3 separate regions of the Mus musculus genome follow, and all the other regions are linked to region 2. A link is a contact called in public promoter capture Hi-C data. All regions are on one chromosome and are shown on one strand. Each heading gives the region's core, a stretch centred on a gene start, on an enhancer-like site or on the middle of the called end of the contact. The rest is flanking DNA. Distances are from core to core; before and after follow the strand shown.

What was found. Promoter capture Hi-C pulls out the DNA fragments that hold promoters and counts their contacts.
Region 1: a contact with region 2 is called in a promoter capture Hi-C map of liver. The contact joins the enhancer-like site here to the promoter of Rpp14 in region 2. A contact is called at or near these places in 9 of 39 promoter capture datasets (the C10 cell line, the HPC-7 cell line, cranial neural crest and 5 more), 1 of 484 Hi-C or Micro-C datasets (embryonic stem cells), 8 of 115 datasets of contacts at active chromatin or transcription factors (embryonic stem cells, epiblast stem cells, extraembryonic endoderm stem cells and 4 more) and 2 of 9 other capture datasets (adipose tissue and liver).
Region 3: a contact with region 2 is called in a promoter capture Hi-C map of the HPC-7 cell line. The contact joins the enhancer-like site here to the promoter of Rpp14 in region 2. A contact is called at or near these places in 8 of 39 promoter capture datasets (the C10 cell line, the HPC-7 cell line, cranial neural crest and 4 more), 3 of 115 datasets of contacts at active chromatin or transcription factors (bone marrow-derived macrophages, effector CD8 T cells and memory CD8 T cells) and 3 of 9 other capture datasets (adipose tissue, liver and pancreatic islet).

The regions. Positions count from the first base shown.
Region 1 is chr14:7,942,670-7,946,594 of GRCm38.p6, forward strand. Flnb (filamin, beta) reads left to right here. Exons shown (of 46, transcript NM_134080.1): 44 at 3,126-3,344. Among named protein-coding and RNA genes, the nearest start is that of Gm45521, 13 kb to the right of the region's middle. Within about 2 kb of position 1,277, at least 101 of the 459 cell types and tissues checked have an H3K27ac peak or open chromatin away from gene starts, as enhancers often do. A contact at or near this core is called in adipose tissue, embryonic stem cells, extraembryonic endoderm stem cells and 4 more, where this site is marked.
Region 2 is chr14:8,078,761-8,082,758 of GRCm38.p6, forward strand. Rpp14 (ribonuclease P 14 subunit) reads left to right here and starts at 1,553. Exons shown (of 6, transcript NM_025938.4): 1 at 1,553-1,752. Htd2 (hydroxyacyl-thioester dehydratase type 2) reads left to right here and starts at 1,553. Exons shown (of 6, transcript NM_001348727.1): 1 at 1,553-1,752.
Region 3 is chr14:7,883,264-7,887,725 of GRCm38.p6, forward strand. It overlaps Flnb (filamin, beta), which reads left to right. Exons shown (of 46, transcript NM_134080.1): 7 at 497-659; 8 at 1,287-1,484; 9 at 4,274-4,411. Among named protein-coding and RNA genes, the nearest start is that of Flnb, 68 kb to the left of the region's middle. Within about 2 kb of position 2,933, at least 11 of the 459 cell types and tissues checked have an H3K27ac peak or open chromatin away from gene starts, as enhancers often do.

The DNA.
Region 1 (3,925 bases), core at 27-2,526, 140 kb before region 2:
CATGTTCTGCCTTCTGCAGGTGTGAGCACTGCTAGCCAGGCACCCAGTCATGGAGGCTTCCCCACTTGCTGCCTGTCCCTGGGCTGGTGTGGTGCAGAGCAGCCAAGTTGACCAAGTGGTTGATTCCTTGATAGACAAATCCCTAGTTCAGCTTTAATTTGGTAGAAGTGAGCTCACTGAATGGGCAACTCACCTTTTCGCTGGGCATCTGAAAGATATTTCTAGGTGATCCTTTTTACTTGTTGGTTGGCCTTCATAACGAAAAGCCATGTATGTGGTCAGCTTGAGGTAGGCCTCAGCTCGGCCCATCACGTCAGCATTAGAGATAATAAGGACTCTGTCCCTGTAAGCGTCTGTAGAGGAAGTGCACCGTGAAGAAGACACCACTTCTTCTAGTTGCTGTTACTTCGGGCTTGTTGGGGAAATCTTTGGTCTTCCTGCCCCTTGCCATACTAGGGACAGAACCGATTGTCTTTCCTGTGCACTAAGACATGGTTTGCTGTACTTAGAGCAAACCCAACCCTGAAGTGAGAGTCTCCTCAGTGGTAAAGGAGCCCTGCCCAAGTTAGGAGTGGCCAGTGGACTGGCATGCTGCCAGGAACTCTGGCCAAAGCAGTGCCCTCCATAAAACCACCCCCTCAGTGGCGTGGGTCCTGCCAGATGCCCTTGGCACACCCAGCCTGACTCCCTGCTTCCCTCTGAGCCAGTACTTTGCTCTTGGATGAGATCTACCTTGCACTTTGGGAGAGCAAGACAAAATGGCCCCAGTGGCCCAGCACTCTCTGGGAGTCCATAGGACTTGAGGGTCATCTCCAGGTCTGTGATCTTAGAGTTTAAGAGCCCTTAGCTCCTGACCCTAGAAGCTCATATTATACCCCAGTGGGCTTTCCTGAGGCGTCCTAAACCAGAACTCCTTCCCTCCAGATGCCCAGAGTGGTTTCCAGGCATCCATACAGGCGAGGGGCCCTCCTGGCAGGAGAACAGTAGCAGACCTTGGCCCGGCCCCACGGCAGCCTCAGCGTGGCCAGGAGCCATCTGATCCCCTGTTGGCTGCTTTGTCCCAACCTTTCTCTGTTTCCTCTTGGTATTTCTCACCCTTCTGGAGCTCAGATGTCAGGCTGTACTCTAGCCTTGTAGCTAAGGATCTGGTCCCAGCCAGAAAAGGCCTGGAACTCACCCACTTGCACCCTCTGTAAATATTTCTCCGTTCACAGAGAGGGCATCTTGTTTGCCTAGGCTGCCTGACCTTAGACTTTCCACAGATGTCTGTTCACACAGTTGCAGCATGAGGAATGCTTTCAGAAAAGGATCCGTGTGGCCAGCAAAGGGCCCCATGCCCTGCCTGTGTTCTCGGCCAGGCTTGGATGTCTGACTCAGGCCTTACCAAGGGCAATGCAGAGAATTTAGGGCAGGAGTCTGTGTTCCAGATACAAGCCTGCAGTTAGACCACAGAGTTTAGGGCTCTTTGGAAAAGCCCTAAGGGTTTGCATGCAGATGGAGGAAGGGAAGGCCACCACCACACACATCACATATTGGTTATAACCAGTCGATGATGATATATGTCTACTTATGAATTTTTTTCTCTCCCGTCTTGTCTTGGGCCAGTCCTTTGGCAATAAGATGGACAGATATCTCATCTAAGTCATACTTCTGCGTAGTAAAGTGATGTGGGGTGGGTTCCAGATAGTTCTTGATTTTTAATTCCTAATTTCCCCCTGTCCACATCATCACAGCCTTTTCGGGCTCTGGGTTGACTAAAAGGGGCAGAGCTCCTATCCAGGATGGCCAACTTTGCCAGCTTAACCTTCAGGACATTGTTCTAGCCATCTTACAGCCACTTCCTGAACACACCACCCCTTTGTGGCTCGCGGCCTGCATACCCACGTGGCCCCAGCTGCTGGAGGCTGGGGGAGGGGCTTCTCAGAAGCAGTGTCAAGGTGGGAAAGTAGGGAGCCTTTGGGACAGCAGCCTCAGGAGTTTCCAGAAACGGCTGGCTCATGTTTGGGGGTCACACCATAACAGCTCCTTTGTCTTATTGATAAGCAGAACAATAATTCTTTCTCTGGCCCAGAAACTGTAGTTAAACCAAAATATTTCCCAGCTGGGCTAGCATCTGCAGCTCTGTCAGAGGTATTGTGCCCCCAGAAGATGTTACACTAGGGTGCCCCCTAGAGGGCTTCTAGTGGACAGGAGCTGGTGTGTGACACCCCAGCGGCTCCCACTGACTACCTAGCACCCCTCTGGACTACAGACTACAGGCACAGGGGATTAAGGGTGTTGAGGGGCCAGGGTAAGTCAGTAGTTGATGTTCTCTTTGCCTTCCTTTTTGTCCCAGGGCAACGTGGCAGTGAGGTCAGGTGTCTCGAGGCTGCAAGTAGGGTGTATGTGACAGTTGTCCTTCGTGTATACCAGTCTTCCTCCCCATCCTCCCATGTGCCTTTCCCCACCACCATATAGTGGTTTCTTGGGCCTAGACCCAGTTGTGCACCTGTGGCTTGAATGTAGCACACCACTTTATGGTAGTACGTCCCAAGTTACACGTGGCCTGAACGCAATGTGGAATAGGAAATGCTGTGACTGCACGTTGTGCTTGCAGAGTGACACAGGGCCTAGGGTCTGGTGCGGGGCTCAGTCAGCACAGTTGCTGCTCAGGTGCTTCTCTTGTTGCTGTATTCATGGCCAAGGGGGTGGACTGGCAGCTCACAGAGCAGCCACAAGATGTAGACGTGTCTAGATGAGGAGAAGGGGAGGGGAGACTGGATTTCCTCAGCCTCTTCCACCAGAGGAGAAGTGTGTGGTCAGAGAGAGTGCCACGCCTCCCTTAGAGGCTCTATTGCCGGGGGCAGCACTTCAGACTCACAGTGACAACTCACCCTCAGCCACATTCCCAGAGACAATAGCCTTGCTCAGGCACTCAGTGGGCGAAATGTCAGCCACCCTCTCAACCTAGCCTCAACAAGGGAGCTGCACCCCCATGCCCTGTGCTTCTTCTCTGTGCCGGGAACTCAGATGTAGAGCCAGTTGGTTCCTATCTACCACAACAAGCACTTAATGTGGGCAAAAGTGTGTCTCACCGCTGTGTCCCTCCCGAAAACCATCCATATATCACACTTCTTCTCTCCCAGGTATCCAATCAGAATTCTTCATCAATACCACTCAGGCAGGCCCAGGGACATTATCTGTCACCATTGAAGGACCATCCAAGGTCAAAATGGATTGCCAGGAAATCCCAGAGGGGTACAAAGTCATGTACACTCCCATGGCTCCTGGAAATTACCTGATTGGTGTCAAATATGGCGGGCCCAACCACATCTCGAGGAGTCCATTCAAGGCCAAGGTGACAGGTAATGAGGAGCCTCTTTGTTTTTTCTCTTCTGCCCTGCAGAGCCAGTCTTATAAAATTACTGATAGTAGCAACCACAGTCTAATCTTGACTATAAAGAGGTTACATGTGGGCAGCACACATGCTGACCAGCTCTGTGAGCACTGAGGCAGGAGTGCCTTCCCTCCTGGAAGAAAGGTAATTGCTTTCCTTTAAGCCGTGACATATTAGGTTATAGATAAATACAACTCTGGGGAGCAGTGTTCACGAGAGCCGTGATGCACTCATAGAGTCTCCTCGGACTTCAAGTTCTTCTAAGATGTAATAGAGCTATAAACTCAGCATTGTCGCAAAGGGTCAGGGACAGTTGATTTCAGGGCTGTAAATCACACAGATTCTGTGAGAATGTGTGGGGTTTGTGTGGACTGGCACAGAGCTTACTGAAGAAGATAAATTAAACAATAACCTGGGATGGTAAATACATAAATAAGAGAGTAGACACACAGCTTTTTTGTACCATCTTCTCTTGTTTTCATTGTTTTTTGAAGAGAAGCATAGCAGATTTCTCATTTATTCTCACAGTGCAGACGTGAATACCCTATG
Region 2 (3,998 bases), core at 303-2,802:
CACTGACAAAAGATTTCTTCAAAGCTTAGGTACCATAACTTCCGATTCATGTCAGATACAATAGTTCTGCTAAAATTCTGCTATAATTACCAAAATACAAACTAGTTTTGAGAAAGAAAATGCCCCTCTCTGGGGTCTGTGTTAGCTTTTCCCCCTTATTCCCCAACAAGCCTTGTTTCCTCTGGGCAGGAAGGAGAGGAAACAGAGGCCACGACTTCAGAGCATGGCCAAGGCAGGAATGAAAGCTTAGGGGACAAAAATATCAGGTTTTTTTTCCCCAATTACAGGAAAGGCCCCAACTTACCTGGGCACAGGCTTGGCTGTGCAAGGCATACTGTTACCATCACTACTGTGTCCCACTCAGGCCAAATCAACGCTCATCTTTTTAGTAAACTCAAGCTGTGTGACCACTGGTGCCAAGGACTGCAATATGGTGATGAGCCATCACCAAGTTCCCATACCCAGAGACTACCTCAGAAGGCAGTTGGGTTAAGATGGTGCTCCTGAACTAGTCTGGACAACACTGGCTGCTTTAGTTAGGGTTTTACTGCTGTGAACAGATACCATGACCAAGGCAACTCTTATAAAGGACATTTAATTGGGGCTGGCTTACAGGTTCAGAGGTTCAGTTCATTATCATCAAGGTGGGAGCATGGCAGCCTCCAGGCTGAGGTGATAGTTCTACATCTTCATCTGAAGGCTTCTAGCAGAAGACTGGCTTCCAGGCAGCTAGGATGAAGGTCTTAAAGCCCACGCCCACAGTGACACACCTACTCCAACAGTGCCACTCCCTGGGCCTAGCATATACAAATATCATACTGGCCAAAGCAGATAATCTGTATTAACACTGGCAACCATCAAAGGCAGACAATTTAGTCTCTCTCTGGCCTTCAGTTCCCTTATGTAAAACAGGGACTATTGCAATAATAGCTGCCTTAAGGTTGCTTGAGGGTTCCATTAGATCACTTACGTGAAATCTTCTGCACAATGCCTGGCCCAAACGTAAATATTAGTTGCTATTATAACTGTTAAATATACACGGTATGTCACATGAATACAAGGACCATATCCTATTCTCCGGAGTTGCCAGCACTCAGAATAGTCGCTAATGCATAACGGATTCTGACTTGGTGATTAGATACAGAAGTGGAATTACTTACATCTGGAAATAGGAGCAGCTGGATTTTTCCACATCAAAACAGAATCTCTAGTGTATGTTAGGAGCCACATTGGGAAACTGACAGACGATCTTGTCTTTAGTGCGTGACACGGATGTTCCTGAGATGGCAAGGCTCAGATTTAGCTTGGTGGTAGAGGACTTGCTTAGTATAGACAAGGTTGTGGTTTTGATCCCTGGCATTGCAAAAAAGAAAAAGAAAGAGAAAGCAAGAAAGGAGAGGGGTTGTTTGATATAACCTGTTGAGCATAAATGTAGAAATAAATGACCATGAAGAGTGTCTGACGACAGTTCCGAGGGTGGACGCTAGAGGGCGCAGAACCTGTTCGTCCTCAGCCCCCGCTGAGGGTTACGCACTAGTTCAGTGACCGACGCGGCGCGGTGACGCCACGTCCTGTTATGCGTCTGTGGGGCGGTGCGAATGTAAATATCACCAGTTTTCCAGGTCCGAACTTGGGCTGCTGCGTGGGAACTCCGACCCATGCCGAATTCTAGCGGCGTGCAAGAGTCAGGAACGCGGTTATTCCAGTGATCCTCTCCGTCCTGGGCCGAGGCGGTTTAGCCTCGCGGGGCAGGTGCGCATGCGCGACGCGGGAGCACGAGGTGGAAGTGTGGCGGACCTCAGGTTCTTCGCTGCTGTAGTGTCAGTCTGAGAGCCACCGCCGGGCTCTGTACAGCGCGGCTTAGGTCCCGGATACAGGCGGTGACCGGGAGGGCTGATCCGGCCGTTTGCTGGGCTCACTGCCCTTGATGTGGGCGCAAAGTCAGTAGCGATTGTTAATGGAGCAAGGTTGGGAACAATCTTACTCTTCGGCAGTAGGGGATCGGCTTTTTAAACAATTGCTTTAGTTATGTCTTGTGTCCCCCAAATGTTCAAGACACCGGTTCGTGAGTTCGTGAGAAGCACTAGGGTATGAAGCAGATCTCTGTTTCGGAGTGCAGACACTGAAGCAGAAGGGGAGAACTTGCAAGAACTAGGCAAGGAGGGTATGGTACCATAATAGATAGGATGGGCAGTGGGACACATTGAGTAAGATCAGAGAGGCTGGAGAGTGTGAGACACGTGGCTACCCAGAGGCGATGCCGAGGCCAAGAGGAGGAGGAAGCCCAGAGTGTTAGGTCTTAAGAAATTGTTTCAACACGCCTTTAATTCCAGCGCCTAGGAGGCAGTGGCAGGTGATCTGTGAGTTTCAGGACTCCGTTACACAGAGGAATAAACGCTAAACAAACAAACAAATTAATTAATCCTTTCCTTAAAAATCCGGCATTTAGACAAAGGTCGGGATTCCTTCAGGGATTTAAGAAGGTGGTTCCTACTTCCTAAAAGGAGTCTTATTTCTGGCAAAAGCCGTATTGCTTCTCCATTAACCTGGATGGTTACCTATTAGTATATCGAAGTCTATGCTAGCCTCTAGGTTCTCTCAGCCCATACTCACAAGTTCCTGTTAGAGTGGTCTTGGCTGACACACCCCTTCCCCTGCCCTAAACCTCTCGTCTCCAGCTCCCGAGATTCGCTTCACTTCCCTCAGCTTCTCTTTCCTATGTAAGTCAGCCATTTCGATTATGCGTTATGTATGCAGTCTCCTGGTGGGTCTCTCTCTCTCTCTCTCTCTTTTTTTTTTTTTTTGGCTTTTCGAGACAGGGTTTCTCTGTGTAGCCCCGGCTGTCCTGGAACTCACTTTGTAGACCAGGCTGGCCTCGAACTCAGAAATCCACCTGCCTCTGCCTCCCAAGTGCTGGGACTAAAGGCGTGCGCCATCACACCCGGCTTCTGGTGCATCTCTTAATCCTGCACACTCTTGGTCCCTCTTCTTTCTCTTGCTCTTTTCATGGCCAGTCTATTCTATTGGCCAAATTCAGGCTGGACCCTTCCAGATACCTCTGGCTGTGCTCTCCTTCATAGCTACAGTAAACTTTCTCCTTAACCAGACCCAGGAGCAGCCATGTCCTTATTTTTGATTCACAGAGGACAGAAACTGAGGCCATGGAGGAATCGCTGAACAAGAGATCGGAGCCATGCCCTGAAGGCTTAGACCTTACTCTTACATTACAATGTTTAAACTTCAGAGCATTACAGTGCTTGTGATGTAGCTTAACCCCACAGTGGCAGCAGTGTAGCTTAGAGAGAGGGCAGGAGATTGAAAGCTCAGGTAAGAGGCAGTTGCTAGTAAGATGTTTGTGAACATTCCTGCTGTCAGTAGACGGCACCAACAGCGTTGAGTGTGATGCCTGATCTGAGGGCACCTCCATCTCTGTACAGCCTGCATGGGGCAGAACTGTCTTACTCTGAGAACTCAAGCCTATGCAGAAGTCATTAAGTCATTTTCTTGAGGTTACTTTATTTTTATTTAATGTATATGAGTGTTTTGCCTGTTTTGTGCCACTGTACCATGTTGCTACAGTGCCCAGGAAGGACAAAAGAGTGTAGGATCCTCTGGAACTAGGGTACAAACTGATGTCAGCCACCCTGTGGCTTCTGGAAAATCAACCCAGCTTCTCTACAAGTGCTCTTAACAGCTGAGCCATCTATCCAGCCCTAAGTAATCTTTAATTTATATAAATGCTTGTAATTATATGTGTGTTATATATTAATATGCATATATATGTGTATGTATGTGTGTGTGTATGTGTGTGTATATATATATATATATATATATATATATACATATATATATATATATATATATATATGCCAGACAGTGGTGGTGCACACCTTGAATCCCAGCACTCAGAAATCAGAGGCTGTGGATCTCTTGAGTTTGGGGTCGGCCTGATCTACAAAGTGAGTTTCAGTACAACCAAAATTACACCAAGAAACAAA
Region 3 (4,462 bases), core at 1,683-4,182, 190 kb before region 2:
TCTAAGTATAAGTGGTCGTTTTATTTTCTGTTAGAAGGGCCAAGTACCCTACAAGATGTGCTGGGGTAATAGTGGTGCAAAATTTGGGGGCAGGGTAGGGAGGGGAGTGGCCAGCCAATGACTGGTCTCACTTGAGGCCCATGCTACAAGAGGGATCCCATGTCTGACACTACCTGGATGGCCTGGAACCGGAGACTGGATAGCTCAGAGATCTGGGTTAGAACCAAGCACACCTGGGAGGGAGGGGATGCCCATACCCAAGTGCATCTGATGTACGTACTTTTGGTTTAAGACCGGGATTTCATGGGCATTGCCATATGCCTGATGGGTCCAGGTAGTGATTCAATTCTGGCCACTTTCCCTGATTTTAGGGCTTGTGTTGCCATCCACCATTGGGTATACAATCCCGAGGAAGGTGAGAGAAGGTTGTGTGTGGGGTTGGATAGTGTTCTTGCCAACCAGGGAGAAGCTGTTACCTCTCTCTTGTCACTTGTAGGTCATCGTCCTCTTTGCAGGACAGCACATTTCTAAGAGCCCATTTGAAGTGAATGTTGACAAAGCCCAAGGAGATGCCAGCAAAGTCACTGCAAAAGGCCCAGGGCTGGAAACTACAGGGAACATTGCCAACAAGCCTACCTATTTTGACATCTACACAGCTGGTAATGTATCTCTCTCCCAGGGTTTTGACCTTTGCTGGTCTTGCAGGGTCTAACACAGAATCCTCAGGAGGGTTTGGGCACCCAAACCTTTTGTCTTTTTAATTGATGAAACAACTTTTTCTCATGAGCTAGTTGTATTTTTACATATCTTCACTCTTGTCCCTGATTGAGAAGTAATCAATTTTTGTACAAATTTCAGTCTATACTAAATGTTACCAGCCATGTGCTAGACTAAGTTTTATGGAAAAGTGGAAGAAGTGGACTGCACAAATAAGATGAATAATATCAATTTCTTAGCTTTCTTTTTTCTTTTTTTTTTTAATGAGACAGGCTCTCTCTGTGTTGCTCTGGCTGCCCTAGAACTTGCTCTGTAGATCAGGCTGGCCTCAAATTCAGAAATCCATCTGCCTCTACCTCCTGAGTGCTGAGATTAAAAGCATGAGTCATCACATGGCAGCTTTCTTTTCAGTTTTTTTTTTTTTTCTTTTAAGAAAAAGAATGACAGTTGGTACAGACATTCAGCTGGTTCAGCCTGGCCTGAGTGGCCCTTTCTGTTTGCACTGTGCACTGGTTGGCAGAGCTTTCAGAGGGGAAGGGGTGCTCATGGAGTGGCCGTTCTTTTCACAGGAGCTGGCGTGGGGGACATCGGCATTGAGGTGGAGGATCCCCAGGGCAAGAACAGCGTGGAGCTGCTGGTGGAAGACAGAGGAAACCAGGTGTATAGATGTGTCTACAAACCAGTGCAGCCTGGCCCCCATGTGGTCAAGGTCTCCTTTGCTGGGGATGCCATTCCCAAGAGTCCCTTTGGTGTACAAATTGGGGAAGGTAAGTACTGACCAACTCTACCTGTCATGGAGACTGACAGACCTGGGCTCCCTTCATCCTCCGGATATTAGTGCTAACACAAGTTGTGTTCCTCTGCTTTCCTCCCTGTGTCAAAACATCGGAAATGATCACATTAATTAATAGATGATGAAATTATATGTATGGCTCACGGCCATGATCACTTGGGCCTGTGGTGATGCTGTGTAGCTACAATGAGCACATACATGACATGTGGCAAAGGAGCTGCTTACCACAAGGAAGCCATGAAGCCAAGAAGAGGTGGAGAGAGGCTAGGATCTCGCCAGTCCTTTCCAGGGCAAGCTTCCAGTGATCTGACTTCTTTCTGCCAAATCCCACATTTTCAACACTTGTACCCTTAGGGAACATTTTAAGTCCAGTCTGTATCACAGATGGAGTATCGCTAATCTGCAAACTAGATTACTTCAAAACCCAGAAAACAAAACAAAACAAGATAAAACTGTGCACTAATGTGATTCTAAATAGTTTTATATTTCAGATTTTAAGTTTTCAGATTAGGGAAGCCAGTCAATAAAGTCCATGCAAATATTTTTAAACGCGTATCTGAAGTGGGCTGGAGCTACGGCTCGGTGGTGGCCACTCCTCCTGGGTATCCAGAGGACCTGTATTCAGTTTCCAGCAGCCTCGCACTAACTGTTCCCCCTGTAACTCCAGCTTCAGGGCTTCTGATGCTCTCTCTGGCTTCCTTGGGCACCTGCACACATCTGGCAGACACTCACATAAACCACACACACTAAAACACACACCACGACCACCACCTTTAAAACCTTATTATAGCAAGATCTTTTTGTTCAAGCCCTTTTCTAGAAGGGCTATGGAATCCGTGCGCAGAGACTGAAGTGTGCTGGTTTTGGTGTCTAGGAACAGGCTTGGCGGCAGCAGGTCCCTACAGTCCAGGCACTTTACTGGCTGTCTGGCACTCAGCCCAGCTGCATTGGCCCCCAGTTGGCAGGTGGACTCACTGAGGCTTTGGCATTGTCGGTCTCAGAAGAACCGTAGTGTCCGTTGGCATGCCCGTATCTACTCTGCCGAACCCCTCAGCAACCAGGAGCGTGGGTTTCCCCTTATATTAAAGGCACCCTCCCCCTCCCCCTCCCTCTCCCCCTCCCCCCTCCCCCTTCCCCTCCCTCTCCCAGTCCTTGTTGCTCTTTTCTGTTGTTACTGCTGTTTTCCAACTGTGCTGCCTTTTCTAACCGGACTTGCCTCTCCCTCTTCTGTCCTCCACCTCTGCACCTGCAGACCTGGCTCCTCCTTCTGAATCCTGTCTCTGGGCCAGCCTGGACCCTGAAGCTGCTGGCTTCCTATTTGCAAGCTCTGGGCCAGAGGCTCTTGCTTTGGTAAGGGCTGGTTGGGTCGGGTGTATTTTGCCAGTTCTTTGTGCTGCTTCCGAGTGACTAAAGGAAGTTCCTGTGCAGGCGATAGTGATCACGGCATGTATAGCCAGATCCCAGCCTGAGCAAGGTGCTGAGGGATGGCAGTGGATCTGGCACATCCCACAAACTCTTCAGTCGAGTTGGCCGAGTGTTTGAGTTGGCTGAGTGCTCTAGGGACTGAGCAGTTACAGTCTTTTTTCCCATGTTTAGCCTGTTGACTGTGCTCTGTATTTCCATAGGGGTTTGTGTGTGTATGTATGTGTGTGTGTCAGTGTGTGTTAGAGTGCTCACCAGACATGTACAGGACCATGGTTTCCATCCTTAGACCTTCAATACACACATATTAGGTGTCTTTAACAGAGGAAAACCGATGTTACTGGCCATTAAGTGCCACCGTACACCATGTTCTTCCATGAACAATCCAACATGATCTCTAACTGCAAGGATGTCTCTGTTCCCGTCTGGGGAGTAATAGCTTGCCACATAACCAACATAGGGAGGTTGTATCTAATGAGCAAGTACCTTCCATCTGCTTCTGGAGCCCGTGAATAAAGGCTGTTGTATGTGCTGTTTAGAGAGGAAAAGCCAATGCATAGACAACAGGACATTGAACCCATCAACTTCCCATTTCTACTTAAGGAGAAAGCTGTTCATGTTGGGCAAAGGATCTCTAGGAAGAATCTATGTCTTTCTAAGCCTCCTCCTGACCCCACTTGGAAGAGTAGTTTCTAGACTCTGTCAAGTGAAGAATATTAGCCATTACCATAATTTTTGTCCTTGTGGTTTTTAAAGGAGATCAGAAGTCATGTTAGCCATGGCATTTTCTGCTGAGGCTTGCTTTGTAGATGCCAGGAGCTTTGTCACAGCCACCTTTGGCTGAGAGCTTTTTGTTATCTTGTCCAGCTATTCACATGCAAGACAACAGCTATGCCCAGATCTTCAGAAATGTCTGGCCCGTGCTTTGGAGCTCAGACGGATATTTCAAGCACTGCATTTTCCAAGTAGACTTGAAAACGCATAGGATTCCCAGTCACTGGACCCTGGAGTGTGGCCGTGAGGTCAGGCTAGTGTTCAGCAGTCAGTCTTAATCCCCCCCTGCTCACAAAAGGCTAAAAGCCAGTACAGGAGCCCCACAGTGTGGAGTCACGGCTCTCCCATTGATGGTGCCCAGCGCTTGTGTGGTGAGGCTGGACAGTCATGGTGTTCCTTCCTGGCTGCTGTGCTTCCTCAGCAGGGCCCCTGGCATTAGCTGTTGGATGCTCTTTGTGTAAAGCAACCATTTTCTTGGCGGGTATGGGGGAGGCCCAAGATACCCTAATTTTCTTGTCTTTTGCAAAATATTAAAAGGTTGAACTGATGTCAAAACTCTGTTTGTAGCCTGCAACCCAAATGCCTGCAGAGCCAGCGGCCGAGGTCTGCAGCCCAAAGGTGTCCGGATCCGGGAGACTGCAGACTTTAAGGTGGACACCAAGGCTGCTGGAAGCGGAGAGCTTGGTGTAACTGTGAAGGGCCCTAGTAAGTATTTATCTCAAATAAACCTTAGTTAGTTCTTCAGCCATGATATAT